Regions from separate parts of the Mus musculus genome. Here regions 1 and 2 are each linked to region 3. Evidence: chromatin contacts called from public Hi-C and promoter capture Hi-C data. All regions are on one chromosome and are shown on one strand. The core of a region is the stretch at or near the end of the contact, and the rest is flanking DNA. Distances in the headings are between cores, read along the strand shown.

The links. Promoter capture Hi-C pulls out the DNA fragments that hold promoters and counts their contacts. A called contact is a pair of places that touch in the nucleus more often than the background predicts.
Region 1: a promoter capture Hi-C map of pre-B cells shows a contact between it and region 3, with 2.5 times the contacts expected there. The contact joins the promoter of Ralgds here to the promoter of Ttf1 in region 3. A contact is called at or near these places in 3 of 39 promoter capture datasets (embryonic stem cells, hippocampal neurons and pre-B cells) and 3 of 115 datasets of contacts at active chromatin or transcription factors (epiblast stem cells, memory CD8 T cells and pancreatic cancer cells).
Region 2: a contact with region 3 is called in a Hi-C map of cortical neurons, with 3 times the contacts expected there. The contact joins the enhancer-like site here to the promoter of Ttf1 in region 3. A contact is called at or near these places in 3 of 39 promoter capture datasets (3T3-L1-derived adipocytes, frontonasal cranial neural crest and hippocampal neurons), 9 of 484 Hi-C or Micro-C datasets (B cells, CD4 T cells, the N1E-115 cell line and 3 more) and 4 of 115 datasets of contacts at active chromatin or transcription factors (bone marrow-derived macrophages, epiblast stem cells, memory CD8 T cells and 1 more).

What each region holds. Positions count from the first base shown.
Region 1 is chr2:28,531,753-28,536,721 of GRCm38.p6, forward strand. It overlaps Ralgds (ral guanine nucleotide dissociation stimulator), which reads left to right and starts at 1,712. Exons shown (of 18, transcript NM_001145835.1): 1 at 1,712-1,981. The coding sequence starts at 1,799.
Region 2 is chr2:28,514,014-28,518,688 of GRCm38.p6, forward strand. It overlaps a transcript of Ralgds not described here. Among named protein-coding and RNA genes, the nearest start is that of Ralgds, 17 kb to the right of the region's middle. Within about 2 kb of position 3,423, at least 225 of the 459 cell types and tissues checked have an H3K27ac peak or open chromatin away from gene starts, as enhancers often do. A contact at or near this core is called in 3T3-L1-derived adipocytes, B cells, bone marrow-derived macrophages and 6 more, where this site is marked.
Region 3 is chr2:29,057,808-29,062,314 of GRCm38.p6, forward strand. It overlaps Ttf1 (transcription termination factor, RNA polymerase I), which reads left to right and starts at 2,456. Exons shown (of 12, transcript NM_009442.2): 1 at 2,456-2,496.

The sequences.
Region 1 (4,969 bases), core at 462-2,961, 530 kb before region 3:
CCCATATATTTGTTAGCAAAGCAAAACCTGTTTGTCTGTCTGTCCTATAGGCTGGATTTCCATAGGTTGCAGGCTGGTGGTGTGTGGAGGCTATCCTTCTGACTCCTGTTGTTCCCCAAGTGATGGTTAGATTTAGGTGTGGGTTGCAAGACGTTCTTCACTATCCCACATATGCTGTCCTTATCCCCTCTCTTTTGATGGGCCTGCTCTTGATAAAGGATATTCCCTGTAGGCTGGGGGCTAATCATGAGGGAATGCTTAGGAGGCCTTGGGGAGGGCTCTGCTTTCTGGGAAGTGTCTAAAAAGTCACAGCTGGTGCTGGGGATGCTGAGGGTGTGAGCCCTGTGGGGTCTAGGGCAGCAGGCAGGAACATGGGGACACTTATATTGGTGAAAGGGGGTCAGAGTAAAAAGGCTTGAGCTGTTGGCCTATGGGAGTGAGGAGCTTGTCTGTCTGTCTGTCTGTCTGTCTGTGTGGCTTTATGTCTCTGTGTATCTGCCTACACATATGTGTGTCTGTGTTTCTGTGTCTGTGCATGTGATATCCATGAACAGACTTCCCAGGAGGGAAATGCAGAGCGAGACAGGAAAGGAACTTGATAAAACAGGTGGACAGCAACCAGAAAAGCAGAGTAGATGATGGAACCTCACCTCTGCCACCGTCCATCCCTGCAATTAGTGTGTCTGGAGGCAGCCTGCCTGCCGACGGCCTGCCCGCAGGGTTGACGCCTGGGGACTAAGTATCAGAGAGAAGTGGCCCTTAGAAAAAGAAAGCCAGAATAGGAGAGAGCAGCAGGGTCAGGAAACAAAGCTGAGCTGCTGCCGGGTCCTTGGCCCAGGAATGGGGCTGGGGAAAAGCCTACAGAATGTGTGGGAGCCACTGCCTTCCTGTGATATACCCCCACACGCCTGGACTTCCTGGAGATAGGGCAGAGCCCGGGCTTCTGAGCAGCCTTAGGGGATCTCCACACCTAGCCAAATCTGCCTATCTTTTTCTTAAATCATATTCACTGGAGCCTGTTCATAAAAATACTTTCTGACAATTAAAAATTTCAAAGAAAATTTAGGCCTTGTGGCGGGAGAGATGGCCCAGCATTCACAGTTTGTTCCCCTCAGGCATCAGCGTCTACCATGTCTGCAATGTACACACATGCATGGCAAATAACAGTACACATACAATAAAATAAACAAGCCTTTAAAAGTACGCCACCTCACCTAGTGGTAACCAGCATTGCTTTTGCATAGTAGGTTTGTCTAGTTTGTGCATGACTGTGGTGACTGGAGCTGAGGCTGGAAGCATCCCTCTCCCAATGGAGCTTGGACTGGATGCCAACGCCCTGTGGACACTGAGCCCAATCAATCCTCAGGGTCACCCTTCCCCATACTCTAATATATGAGCACATAGTCAGTGACCTCATTGACATCCTCCCAGTCACACTCTTGGAGGAAGTCATTTTCATTACCCATACTTTCCAGGTGAAGAAACTGAGGCTACAGAGCTAGGGGGTGTTGTAACTGGAATTCCCGGGAAGTGGATCTGATTTCAGCAAAACAGCATCACGGGCCGCCCACACAATACATAGACTGTGTATGCAAGCGCTGTCCACCAGGCCTGCCAACTAGAGGAGGCCCACGCCCCCTCTGAAACCACTCCCCCAGCAGCCCACGCCCCCAGCTGACATCAGCGAGGCCCGGCCTCTGGCGCAGAGCGCAGGCAGCGCGGAGCCGCGCCGGCCCTGCGCCCCGCGCTGCCCCGGGTCTCGCGGCCCGCCGGCCACCCGCGCCACCGTGAGTCGTCCATGGTGCAGCGCATGTGGGCTGAGGCGGCCGGGCCCATAGGGGGCACCGAGCCGTTGTTTCCCGGTTCCCGGCGCAGCCGCAGCGTGTGGGACGCCGTGCGCCTGGAGGTGGGCGTCCCCGACAGCTGCCCAGTGGTGCTGCACAGCTTCACGCAGCTCGACCCTGATCTGCCGCGCCTGGAGGTGGGTGAGCCCAACGTCCTTTGCAGCATTGTGTGTGGCTGGGGGGTTCCTTCCTCAGAAGTCCCCCTGCTGTATCAGCCCTGGGGCAGCCAGTTGGGCATTACAGCTTCCAGCACACCCTCAGCAGTAGGTGGGGAATCAGAGCTGAATTCCCGTGCCCCCTCAATTCATCCCAGTACCTGCTCCCACTCATCACAGGTGTGACAACCCCAATTACTGCAGTCAGTCAAACCTTTAAGCCCCTCCATGCTGTCACTATTTACACGCCTGTGGTGTGTGAATGCTCCAACCACGAGGGCCTATCCTCATTTCAAACCCTTGTCAATGGGGCGCGTGACACGAGGAGGCCACAATATAGTGGGCCAGCAAGTGGTTGTGGTGGCACAGCCCTAAACTCCCCAGAGGTGAGTGGGACCTCAGGGGCCTTTGAATACCCATCACTGAGTCAGACATAGGTCTAATGACCCGGGAACATCGAGGCTGTTCAGAGGAGGCAGTGGCAGGAAGGGAGTGGGATGGGCTGGAAGATTCAGAGACCATGCCCTTATGTGTGGGTGGTGGGAATAGTGAATGTGGGTAGGAGCTTGTTTCTAGTGTCCTGGGCAGGGACACCCAGCAGTGCCCTCTTCCTTTCACCTTAGTGTACACCTGCCACCATGCCCCAGGGGTAGTGGAATCCCAAGGCAGCCCTGCATCCTGCTCTGCCTAGAGAAGGCTCAGACAAAGCATACTCGGGAACTTCTGGTCATGGGGCCCCCAGGCCTAGGAGGCCTCTTGTGCTTGGCAGGTGTCCCAAGCCAGGCTGCTCATTCACCCAGTGGTCTCATCCTGGAGGCGGCTGGGGAGGGACTCCGGGGAGCTTGGTGGTGGGCGGCCCACCACCAGCCCTGCACTCATCTGGCTTTCATTATGTCTGGCAGAGTCTCCGGCTTTGTGTGCTGGAAGGGCCTAGCCTGATCACTCCTGGAGGGGGGTGTCAAGCTTCTCTCTGACTCTGTCTGGCTACATCCCTAAGGACCCTTTGTGGCAGGGCTGTTGAAAGGTTCTGTTCCTGCATGGGTTGCTGCTATCTGTGCCTCCTCTGCTGCCCTCTCTCCAGGCCTCTGTGTTGTCATGCAGCCTGGTCACCGTTTAGAAATCAGAGGGAAGCTTCTGGCTGGGTCAGGAAAGCCAGGGTCCTGGCAGGAGAGGAGGCCACAGCCGGAAACTGAACACAATGACCATTTAGCATTCGCCTGGGGGAGGGGGCAGGGAAATCCCTGTCTGTTTTGCCAATAATTCCCTCCCATCCCCATCCTGAGTCTGGTTTCCTGGTAGCAGACCCAGGTCCAGAAATGAAATCAATCCAATTAAGGTCCCTGCACTCTCTGTCTTTGCCTTTCGTCTTCTGTCATTTGTTTCCATCAGCCTGGGGTTGCCAGATGTCCTCACACATCTGGGCATCTGCCTACTCTCTCAGTTCTAAGTCAAGCCACCACCGACCTAGCTTGACCTGCCCCAGTCTGCTTTATAGAGGTCACGAGGTTTATGCTCCTGCCACAGGCTTGCTTCAGCTTCATCCTGGCGAGAGTGACTGTGAATCTGTAGCATTCACAGGCAGCAGGCACCAATACCGTGTTCCTCCCGGCTCACACAGACCTCCAGCTCAGATGCCAGTGCCATCTGCTAAGAGGCTGGAGGCCAGAGAGGTGAAGTCCCTGACCTAAATAAATACATTGTCAGAAAGGGTCGCAGACAGGACTTCAGCACAGTGTTCCCTGGGGTTGGGGGTAGGGTGTCTGGTACATATAAGATCTAGAAGCAGGACCCAGCAGAGATGGCTAGTGAGCAGTAGAAGCCCGCAAAGGTCGTGGATAGAGCTTGACCCAAGCACTGCAAAAAAGCCTTTGTCGGGTGAGTGATGGGGAGGCTTAGAGTCCAGGAGAAGGTGAGAGTACCTCAGATTTTGAGACCTTGGGAACTGTAACCAGGGGCTTAACATAAAAGCTAACAGCCGCTGGGGCTTGGTGGAAGAGCCTAGGCTAAATAATTTGCATGCATTTTGTCCTTTGAGGGGTTCAGGGCTATTAATAGCCCATTTAACAAATGAAACAACTAATTAGGTTGCACTCAACAAGCTGGTCAACTGCAGAGGCCGAGGCCAGGCAGGCAGGCGTCTTATCCTGGCTGCTTGCCTGTGTCGCCTGAAGGCTGTGTGGGTTGGACACAGTGAGGCCAGGTTTCTTCCTCCGAGCCGTCTGCTTTCTTGATCACACTGTGTGCAGCTCGTAGTTTACCCCAGGGTTCTTTTGTTCCCTTGACCCTGAAAACTCAGAGATATAGGTACATAGTGTGTGTGTGTGCACGCGCGCGCTCGTGCGTGCGTGCGTGTACGTGTGTGCGTGTGTGTGTGTGTGTGTGTGTGTGTGTGTGTGTGTGTACACGCGCACGCTCGCTCGCACAAGATAATGTTCTAGAGATACTTCCTGGCTGACTCTAAAAGGGCAGCCTTCAAGAACTTTAGAGCCTGTTGTGTTGGTGAGGAGACTTGCCATCAAAGCCACGCCCCCAGGGTCTCCTCCTACTTACAGTTGCTTTCCTCAGAAGCACAGTAGCTGAGGATGAGGAGGGCCAGATGGCTGGAGAGAGAGAGAGAGAGAGAGAGAGAGAGAGAGAGAGAGAGAGAGAGAGAGAGAGAGAGAGAGAGAGAGAGGATGCTGGCCCATTTCCTAGGAGCCTCTAGGCAGCTCTGGAGCAGGAGGAACCAGATTGCTAGCAGGACAGGAACAGGGACCTCCTGTCAGACAGTTTTCAAGACTCTGGATAGATCTCTTGCTGGCTCTGACCGAGGAAGCATCTGGAGGGGCTTCAGCTTCACTCTGAAGGGTCTCACAGTTTAGCACCTGCCCTGACCCGGACTTCTGATACCCTCACAAATGCTGTGTTATCAGGTATATACCACAGAGGAGTGAGCCAGCCCAGCCCAGTGAGAGAGAGCGATTGAGATGA
Region 2 (4,675 bases), core at 2,173-4,672, 540 kb before region 3:
CAACATTTGGGGGTGCCCATAGTACGAGAGGCGCTGATGGACCGAGAGATGTTAAGATTCCTGGGGTTTGCTTGTCTGGGGCCATCCTCAGACTGGCCTGGAGGGCAGGGCGGAGGTCCTTAGTGTGGAGGAGGCTGCTGAGGAGACATTAGTTTCCTCCTTTGCACTTTAGGATGCTTGGCCCTTGTGACTCGTCCCCGCCCCCGGGGGTTTCAGGGGCTTGTGGAATGTCTTTTGGCTTTGGTTCTCCTACAATGACCCATAAAAATTCTAGGAAAATGCCTTCCCCCTGGTGGACTTGCTAAGCAGCCTTAGGGTTTGAGTGACTTAAAGGCCAGAGTAACTAGAGGGAGGCAAACTCTAGACCATTCCTCCAGGATCCAAGGACAAGACCACCCTAGTTAGAATGTGTGATTCTTATTTGAAATGGGGTCAGGGTCATTGCCTAGACTGAAAGAGGAGGCCCCCTGAGTGAGCCAGAGTCCCAGAGCCATCAGAAGGAAAGAGGGGTGAAATGAGGCTCCTGAGGTCTTTGTGGTAACCCCTGAAACATACAGGTCTTGTTCCTTTGCCCAGCTGGGGCCTGGGAGACCTGCTACCTTGACAACCCGCAAACAAAAGGTAGTGTTTTGTTTTCAGGGTTTCTTGCCTGGGGGCTGTAGTGCTGGTACTGACCACTGGGGGGCAGCAGTATCCTTTTAGTCAATGGAGCAACTGCGGGGGAGGGGGACAGAGTTCCAAGAGTCATTCTTTCGGTGTTGTGTGTTCCACTCTTTCAGGCCTCCCCCAACTAGCATCCCTGTCCTCAGAGTGAGTTGGGTGTAAGGGCCCTGGCTTCCTCTTGTCTTTTCCCGTAGTGCCTTGCGTGCCTGAACTCTAACCAGTGGCTACCTTGCTCCTGGGTGTGGCTCTTAAAATGACGGCTGTAGGTAGGTCCTGCCCTTAGGAAACACCTAAGAGCCGGGCGTGGTGGCGAGCGCCTTTAATCCCAGCACTCGGAAGCTGAGGCAGGCGGATTTCTGAGTTCGAGGCCAGCCTGGTCTACAGAGTGAGTTCCAGGATAGCCAGGGCTACACAGAGAAACCCTGTCTCGAACCCCCTGCTCCCCCCCAAAAAAAGGAAACACCTAAGAATACAAGAGGAGAAGCAGATGTTCTGTTTATCCTCCGAGGTGTGAGAATCTGCCCCTGACTCACAGCCAACGGCCCCCAGACCTTGATAATAATCCATTTCATGTTACAAGACCCACGCTGGCTCAGCTGGGAAGAACCACTTTGGAGCTCATCCTGCTGTGGTTGGCAGGATCCACGGTGACCATGAGACCTCTCTGGCTTCTTGGCCATGTGGACCTGCCTTTCTGTAAAACGGCTCATAACATCAGAACCTGCCGCCTCCTCAGAGTCGGACAGGGAAGACGGAGGGCCAGGAGGAAACAAGAAATCCAGTAAGACACAAGATGCTTTCTAAACAGAACATTGGCCGTGACCTTGTGGTCATGGTATTTGTTAGTTGGAAGCTAGTCAGTTCCAGCCCACTTCAGGGGATGGGGTTAGGGCTGGTGGGGATCGGCCGGCGGCTTAGGGTTGATGTATGGGCTGAGCAGAAGAGTTAGCATGCAGGCCAATGGGAGGTGTGTGCCAGAGGGGCACATCTGACTTTGCTTACCTGTCGACCCTCCAGTGTGTAGGCTGGGAGAGGAGACCAAGAGAGGACATGACTGTCCCTGTACCACTGCCCAGAGCCAGGCTTGCTGTAGTTTATATCCCTGCCACTCTCCATCCCCACCCACAATTCTTCCAACTCTTAAGGTTGTGTTTTAGTCACAGCTGACAGCAGTCCCCAAGTGTTACGGTGTCATCTTACACACACATACACACACACACACACACACACACACACACACGGTCAAGTAGGTGCTGGAATGAGTCTCCACTGTGCTTATGGGAGACCAGGTAGGCCTTGAGAGGAAAACAAAGGACAGAGATGGGTGACTCACATGGCCTTTAGCCTCCTGAGATCGAAGGGCCAGGGATATGGAAACACAGAGGTTGGTTGTCCTGGCACCAGGGTGGCCATGAGCAGCAGGAAGCATCTTCTTCCTCACCTGCTATTGCCTTCATTGCTGTCACCCCACCCCACCCCACCCCCCATCTGCACACCTGCTGCTGTCTCTTGACTTTTTCCTCTTCCATTTTCAGGTATGTGTGTTATACATATATGTGTATATATGTTGTGCATGAGTTTTGGTTCATTTGTTTTGAGACTGGGTCTCTACATAGCACTAGCTATCCTGGAACTCACTGTGTAGACCCCAGAACTCACAGACATCCTCTTCCGAGTGCTGGGAACTCCAACACACTGGGCGTAGATGCATGTGTTGGCACATGCATATGGTAGGTGCTGTGATCATTGAGGGAGGCAGGGTCTCAACTAATAGGGCTGGGCTTGCTGGCCAGCTTGCTCTGGAGATTCCGTCTCTATCCTTTGAGGCTAGATTTATATCTGTCTGGATAGCCACAGCCATCAGGCATTTGCCTGAGTCGTGGAGGTCCTGGCCCTGTAACCTCTGAGCCATTTCCCCAGCTTCTGACTTTTACGGTTGTCTGAACTTGGTGAAGTAGCAGAGCTGGAGAGCCATTCATCCATGTGCTTGTGCATCTCATAGGTCAGCCACACGAGAGAAAGCAGGAAGAGCAGTGCAGAAAGCTGACAGGGAGCGAGACAAGAGTCAGCGAGGTAGGCATGACGGTGACAAAAAGGTGACAGGCCTGGTACGTTGTGTTAGTGTCCTGTGGCTGCTCTAGCAGAATGCCATATACTGGATGACCCTGTGCAACAGAAATCTCTCGTGGTTCTAGAGGACAGAAGCCTAAAAGCAAGGCATCAACACCACTGAACCACAGCTTCTGGCATGGCTGTAGTCCTTAGCTTTAAATCCCCCTAAACGTGTCTGTAGTCCTCTGCCTCCACACAGCTGCCTCTGTGTGTCTGTGTCTCTGTGTGTCTGTGTCTGGTTGTCTCCATTACTGTAAGGACATCGTGTGTGTGTGTGTGTGTGTGTGTGTGTGTGTGTGTGTGTGTGTGTGTGTGAGAGAGAGAGAGAGAGAGAGAGAGAGAGAGAGTGTGTGAGAGTGAGAGAGTGAGCCCTGACCTGACCCCATCCCAGTCTAGCCTTGTGTTGCCTGGATCTGCAGGACCCAAGGGCTTTTGGAAGGACACAGCTGAGCCTGTGAGGAGGGTTATAGGGAAGGCCAGGTTCCTTAGGATCTGGCAGAATTTCACCTGTGTAGGAAGGCTTGAAGGCCACCAATGGTAGCACCAGCAGGTGGCGCTGTAACCTCTGGTGTGGAAGTTCAGTACTGCACTGCCCTGTCCCGAGTTTCCACAAAAGCTCATCTGGTTGCCAGGAGACAAAGCAAACTGTAAACAGGTCAGGAGTCATCCTTGGTGACACACACTGAAGGAAATCAGAATGAGAGCAGGCGAGCAGCAGGGTGTTGCTGGTAACCACTGAGGAGACCTCAGCTTCTCCCCCACCCCCTCTCCCCAACACACACACCTTGGGGCCTGGACTTTGCCTCCCTCTGGCTCGTCACCAGTAAGTTGCCTTGGCCTACTGCAGTTTCCAGACAGCTCCCCTACCTATTACCACAGGCCACAAGAAGTAGTTTTAGGGAAAGGTGAGCTGCTTATACAACACATGGCTGGCAGGGACCTTAGCCTTAGCCTGTCCCAGAGGAGGCATGTCTACCCAGCATGGCCTGCTGCCAACACTGGTTGGCTGGGCATGGGGACAACCCCTGGTTGGGTAATGGCAAGCCCCAGGTGACACTCCTTTACAGACAAGCCAGGGAGGGGCCAGGCACCAGGGCTAGGGCGGAGAATGCCTTCCAGTTATACTGGGCTTCTAGTGGTCAGAGCCCTGTCAAGGCAGGAAGAGCCTGAGTTGGTGGTTAGCAGGAATGGAGATGCAAACCAAGCTAGACAGATTTTTTTCATCCCCCTGACTCTAATGAGGGCCTCAACTCTGCTTTCTGTGTTGGGTCTTGAACCTCAAGAGAATCCTCTCTTAGAGGGTCACGGGGTGGTGCACGACTGCAATCCCAGCTGAGGCAGGAGAATTATGAGTTCAAGGTCATCCTGAGGTACACTGTGAGACCTGAATCCCCTACACACACACCCCCAAACTGAGTCTTAGAGGCATAGTACTTTCTTGGATAGGTGGCTTCCTTGTAGGCAAAGGTAGGTTTGGGGAGCCTCCAGGGCCCCTTACAGGTAGCTGAGACAGCCTGAGGAGGTAGAGATGGGAAGGAATGTGGCATCTCCATAAAAATGACAAGTCCCAGAAGAAGGGAGAGTTCCCATGGCAACCTAGTACAGTTGCTTAGCAACCATAGTCCCCCAAAATACCTGCAGGAAGACTCCCGGCTAGGGGCTTTCCCACCGCCTGTGTGTGGCTCTTAGCTCTGAGTGGTTACCTCCTGTGGTTGATCCACCCACACCTCCATATAGGGCCTAGCAGCCCACAGCCCCAGGATCCTTACTGAGAGAAACCCCAGTCTACTCCCTCTTCCTATTACCCCAAGCTGCAGCTGCCTACCATCAGGCCAGTCCCTTAGCAACCAATGCCATTTTCTAGATATCCGAGTGACAATTGGACAGTGGTAGAATGTCA
Region 3 (4,507 bases), core at 1,206-3,705:
TGAAGCCTGCAGAAGTCAGAAGAGGTTGTTGGATCCCATGGAACTGGAGTTATGGATGGTTGTGAGCTACCATGTGGGTGCTGGGTCCCCTGCAAGGGCAAACAAGTGTTCTTGTTTTTCTTCTTCTTAGATTTATTTATTATTATAAATAAGTGCACTGTGGCTGTCTTCAGACGCACCAGAAGAGGGCATCAGATCTCATTATGGATGGTTGTGAGCCACTATGTGGTTGCTGAAATTTGAACACAGGACCTTCAGAAGAGCAGTCAGTACTCTTACCTGCTGAACCATCTTGCCAGCCCCAAACAAGTGTTCTTAACCAATAAGCTGTCTCTCCTGCTCCATGTCCATGGATTTTAATGTGGTACAGTAATGATGTCTATTATGCAGACATATGAAAAATAAGAATTCTTTTTAGAGGCTCAATGGTTATTGGTTGCTCTTCCAGAGGACCTGGGTTCAATTCCCAGTACCCACATGGCAGCTCACAACAACTGTCTATAGCTCCAATTCCAGGGGATCTGACACCTTCACAAACACACATGCAGGCAAAACACCAATGCACATTAAATTTATAAAATTTTGAAAAAGAAAGAATTCTTTCTGTGAAATGCTTTATTTTATTGTACTCATATGGGTTTTGGCCTACAGGAAAGTCTATGCCCCACATATATGCAGTATATGTGAGTTCACTGATCCATCTTCAGCACTAAATGCAAAAACACCCACTTCCACAAGGCCCTGAGTTCATCATGGAGCAAGACACACTGATAACCAATCTGAACTCTGAATGTCAAGGCTTTACCGACCAGCAGTGGACACTGTCAGTACCAAAGCAGACAGCGCAAACTTCCAGCTGCTCAGACAAGCCTGACTCGGTGTGTTTGCTTACAGTTTTTCCAGATTGCTTCACTATGTAACCCAAACCTGTGATCCTCCTGCCTCAGCATTACAAATGCTGGAATTACAGGCATTTGTTACTACAGCTGGCAAATTGTGCATTTTTTTAAAGATTTACTTTTTTTTTATTTAATTTTATTTTTTTTTAGGTATTTTCCTCAAGATTTACTTTTTTAATGTATATAAGTGTTTTGCCTGCACATGATATGCATGTCTACCATATGTATACACCCAGTGCCCGAGAGGTCAGAGGAGGGCATTGGAGCCCATCCCCTGGAACTGGACTTATGGACAGCTGTAAGCCACCTCATAGGTGCTGGGAACTGAACCTGGGTCCTCTGGAAAAGCAGTAAGTGCTCTTAACCACTAAACCATCTCTCCAGCCCATTTTAATCAAAGGTGCTTAGTAGCTCACACAGAGGAACCCACAGTAGTTTGAAGAAAAGAAGAATAGTAGAGGGGAAAGCATGGATTGGAACCCTGGACCAGATAGATCATCTTACCAAAAGCCTCAAATTTTCCCACTACAAGAAGGGACTGAGGGCTGGTGAAATGGCTCAGTGGGTAAGAGCACCCGACTGCTCTTCCGAAGGTCCGAAGTTCAAATCCCAGCAACCACATGGTGGCTCACAACCATCTGTAACATGACCTGACGCCCTCTTCTGGAGTGTCTGGAGACAGCTACAGTGTACTTACTTACATATAATAAATAAATAAATCTTTAAAAAAAAAGAAGGGACTGAGACAGTATTACCTAATACAGATACCCACAACATAGGATTGTTGTAAGAGTCAAGAAGACAGCTTTTAGGCTGCTATACGGCTCAGTTGGTAGAGTGCTTGTTCAGCATGCATCAGTCCCTGGCACAGCATAAAACCTGGTATGATGGTACCTGCCTGTTATCTCAGTACTGAAAGTAGAGGCAAAGGAATGAGAAGTCCATGGTGAGTTTGAAGGCACCCTAGGCTACATGAGACCCTGTCTCAAATAAACAAGAGAAAAGCTTTCAACTTTTATGATCACCACACAAAAATGTAACTGTTTTAACGTTCCAGTGGTATAGATATTAGCTCTAATTTGATGGCTCAATTACATTTTTCACTTTTTTTTTTCTTTTCGAGATGGGGTTTTTCTGTGTAGCCTTGACTGTCCTGGACCAGGCCTCAAACTCATAGATCTGCCTTGCCTCTACTAGGATTAAAGGCATGTGCCACCACTGCCTGGCTGCTTATAAGCTAAGTTTTGGCTTATTATTATTATTATTATTATTATTACTACTACTACTACTATGAGAGTCTCACTGTATAGACTGGCTTCAAATTCTCTTTGTAGATCAGGCTTGCTTCAAGCTCACATATACCTGCCTGTGCTTCTGGAGGGCTGGGATTTGCCTGGGTTGCTTAATTAGAAGGGCACTCTTTTTCTCTATCCTATACGTAGCGTCACGACCATAGATAGACAACTACGCATGCGTCCAATCCTTGCGCGCCTCCATGTTACTATGGCAGCCGGATGCGCAGCTGGCCGGAAGTCAGTACAGTATTTCCGCCTAACAACACTTCCGGGTTGGAAGACGAGCGCTACATTGTCGCTGGGTAGGTTGGATGAGCTTTCCTTGAGTTTCTGCGCCCCAAGTGTGGCGGGCGGCTGCGCTGGTGCCACGTTCCGAGTGAGGCTGCGGCCTGAGGCGGTTGTGCCTGTTCCTCGCCGCCGGGGGCAGTGGGGGCCTGGGAGCCAGGCCGCGGCCCGCGGGTTCCTTCTAGTCTGTTCCTCCGGTCGCCGGCCCGGGACAGAGCAGGGTCAGTCAGAAGCTAGGGTGGTGAGCGGAGGTTGCGCGGGGCCGGAAGTGGGGTTAGTGGGTTAGGCGCTTTTCCGCTCCGTAGTTGAAGCTGAGCGCTTCTCGAGAAACTGCCGGGCTGTTTGGGAAGTTTGTGCGGAAGGGACGGTGGGACCCAGTTTGGAGTCCGTGACTGTACCCTGATAAAGTGGCTTTCGCACCGAGGCTAGTCATCGGGCTTAACGGCATCGCGAGGCCGTTAGGAAATCGGAACACTTCCCAAGACAGAGGATGTCAAGAAATGAACTGCAAGGGCCAGACCTTGTTATGAGGACCTGAAGGCCCTGGAGGTCTGAAAGGATGTTGATTTTACACGAAGAATAACAGACAAAAGAGTTGAGGTTGAGGAGATGGCTTAGCAAGTAAAATACTTGCACAAACATAGGACCGGAGTTTAAACTTTTAGCTTCTCCACTTACACCCTTTTTCCTGCGCATTTAGTGAGGATAAATAATTAAGCTCTAATGCATAAATCCCTCTCGTTCCTCAAGATTGGGTAAGGGTGTGAAGAGATGGTTCAGCGGCTAAGAGCACTTGTTGCTTGTGTAGAAGACTTGGGCCTGGTTCCCAGCAGCCAGTTCTATATAGTAGGTTACACCCATTTATGACTTAAGTTCTAGGGACCTCCACGAGCACCCAGCAGACAGGAGGTGCATTCATACACACAAAATATAATCCTTTTTTTTTTTCTTAATTACAAACAAGGTTCAGGAAAAGTGGTTGTAATTAATTGTTACCGAAGTGACCTCAGCCCTTGGCAAAAATTTCTCTGGGGCCCAAAAAGAGCTCAACAGCTTTAAAAGACAAACAAAAGCCCCCAATAAAAGAGTAACTAAATGTGTTATCACAATAAGGATGTGGAGGAAAATAGGGACCCGACTCCTAATGATGACTCCTAGGAGGGTCAGGAACCAGGGGAGCTCTGGCAGTGGTGCTCAGGGAAGAGACTGATGGATGGCTAGCATATCCATTTCCGTTTTACAGTTTGGTCCTACGCCATTTCAAGTGTTCAATAACTTCATCTGGCTAGTAGCTACCCTAGGGGACACTCGGGTCTAGAGAAACAGAACTTGTTCTGGAGAGTGTTCTGGTTCCAGCCGTGATTTTAATACAGCCCAACTGCCCACTTGTGGGTTTTCCTTCTGTTCTCAGCACAGGGACAGCCAAAAGGAAAGCATTAATTCATGCCAAAAAAAATGAAAACTACTAAGCAGAACCAGATTAGGTTCTGGGGCTACAGTGATTATGTAAGACTGTCTTAGATCCTTAGCCCTAGTTCACTCCTGCTGTGTCATACCTTGCAAAGTCTTTGAAAGGGTCCCCTGCGTCCCTAGGTACCACTTTCCAGATGGGGGATATTTCTGAGGGAGGAAGGTCTAAAACAGAGCTCTGGTACCCCATGGAAGGTGAAGGAACTGCCTTGTAGGTTCAAGTGTTCTTTCATGGCCTCCTCCCTCCAAAACACAGTTTTTACAGCTGCTGTGCACTGCCCAGTATGTTAGGTACCTTCTATAGGAAAGGTGCTTAGCATCTAGGTTGGCTGAAGCCTCTGGTGAGTGAGTGAGTGAGTGAGTGAGAGAGAGTGAGAGAGAGAGAGAGTGAGTGAGTGAGTGAGTGAGTGAGAGAGAGAGAGAGATTGGTTCCGAGTCTGTTAGTAAAACAAACTACAGGTCAGAACATAAAGATAGTGAGAAGAAATCTGAAACACTGTTTTTGGCTGGGTGTGGTGGTACACACCTTTAATCCTGTCTCCCAGGAGACAGAAGCGG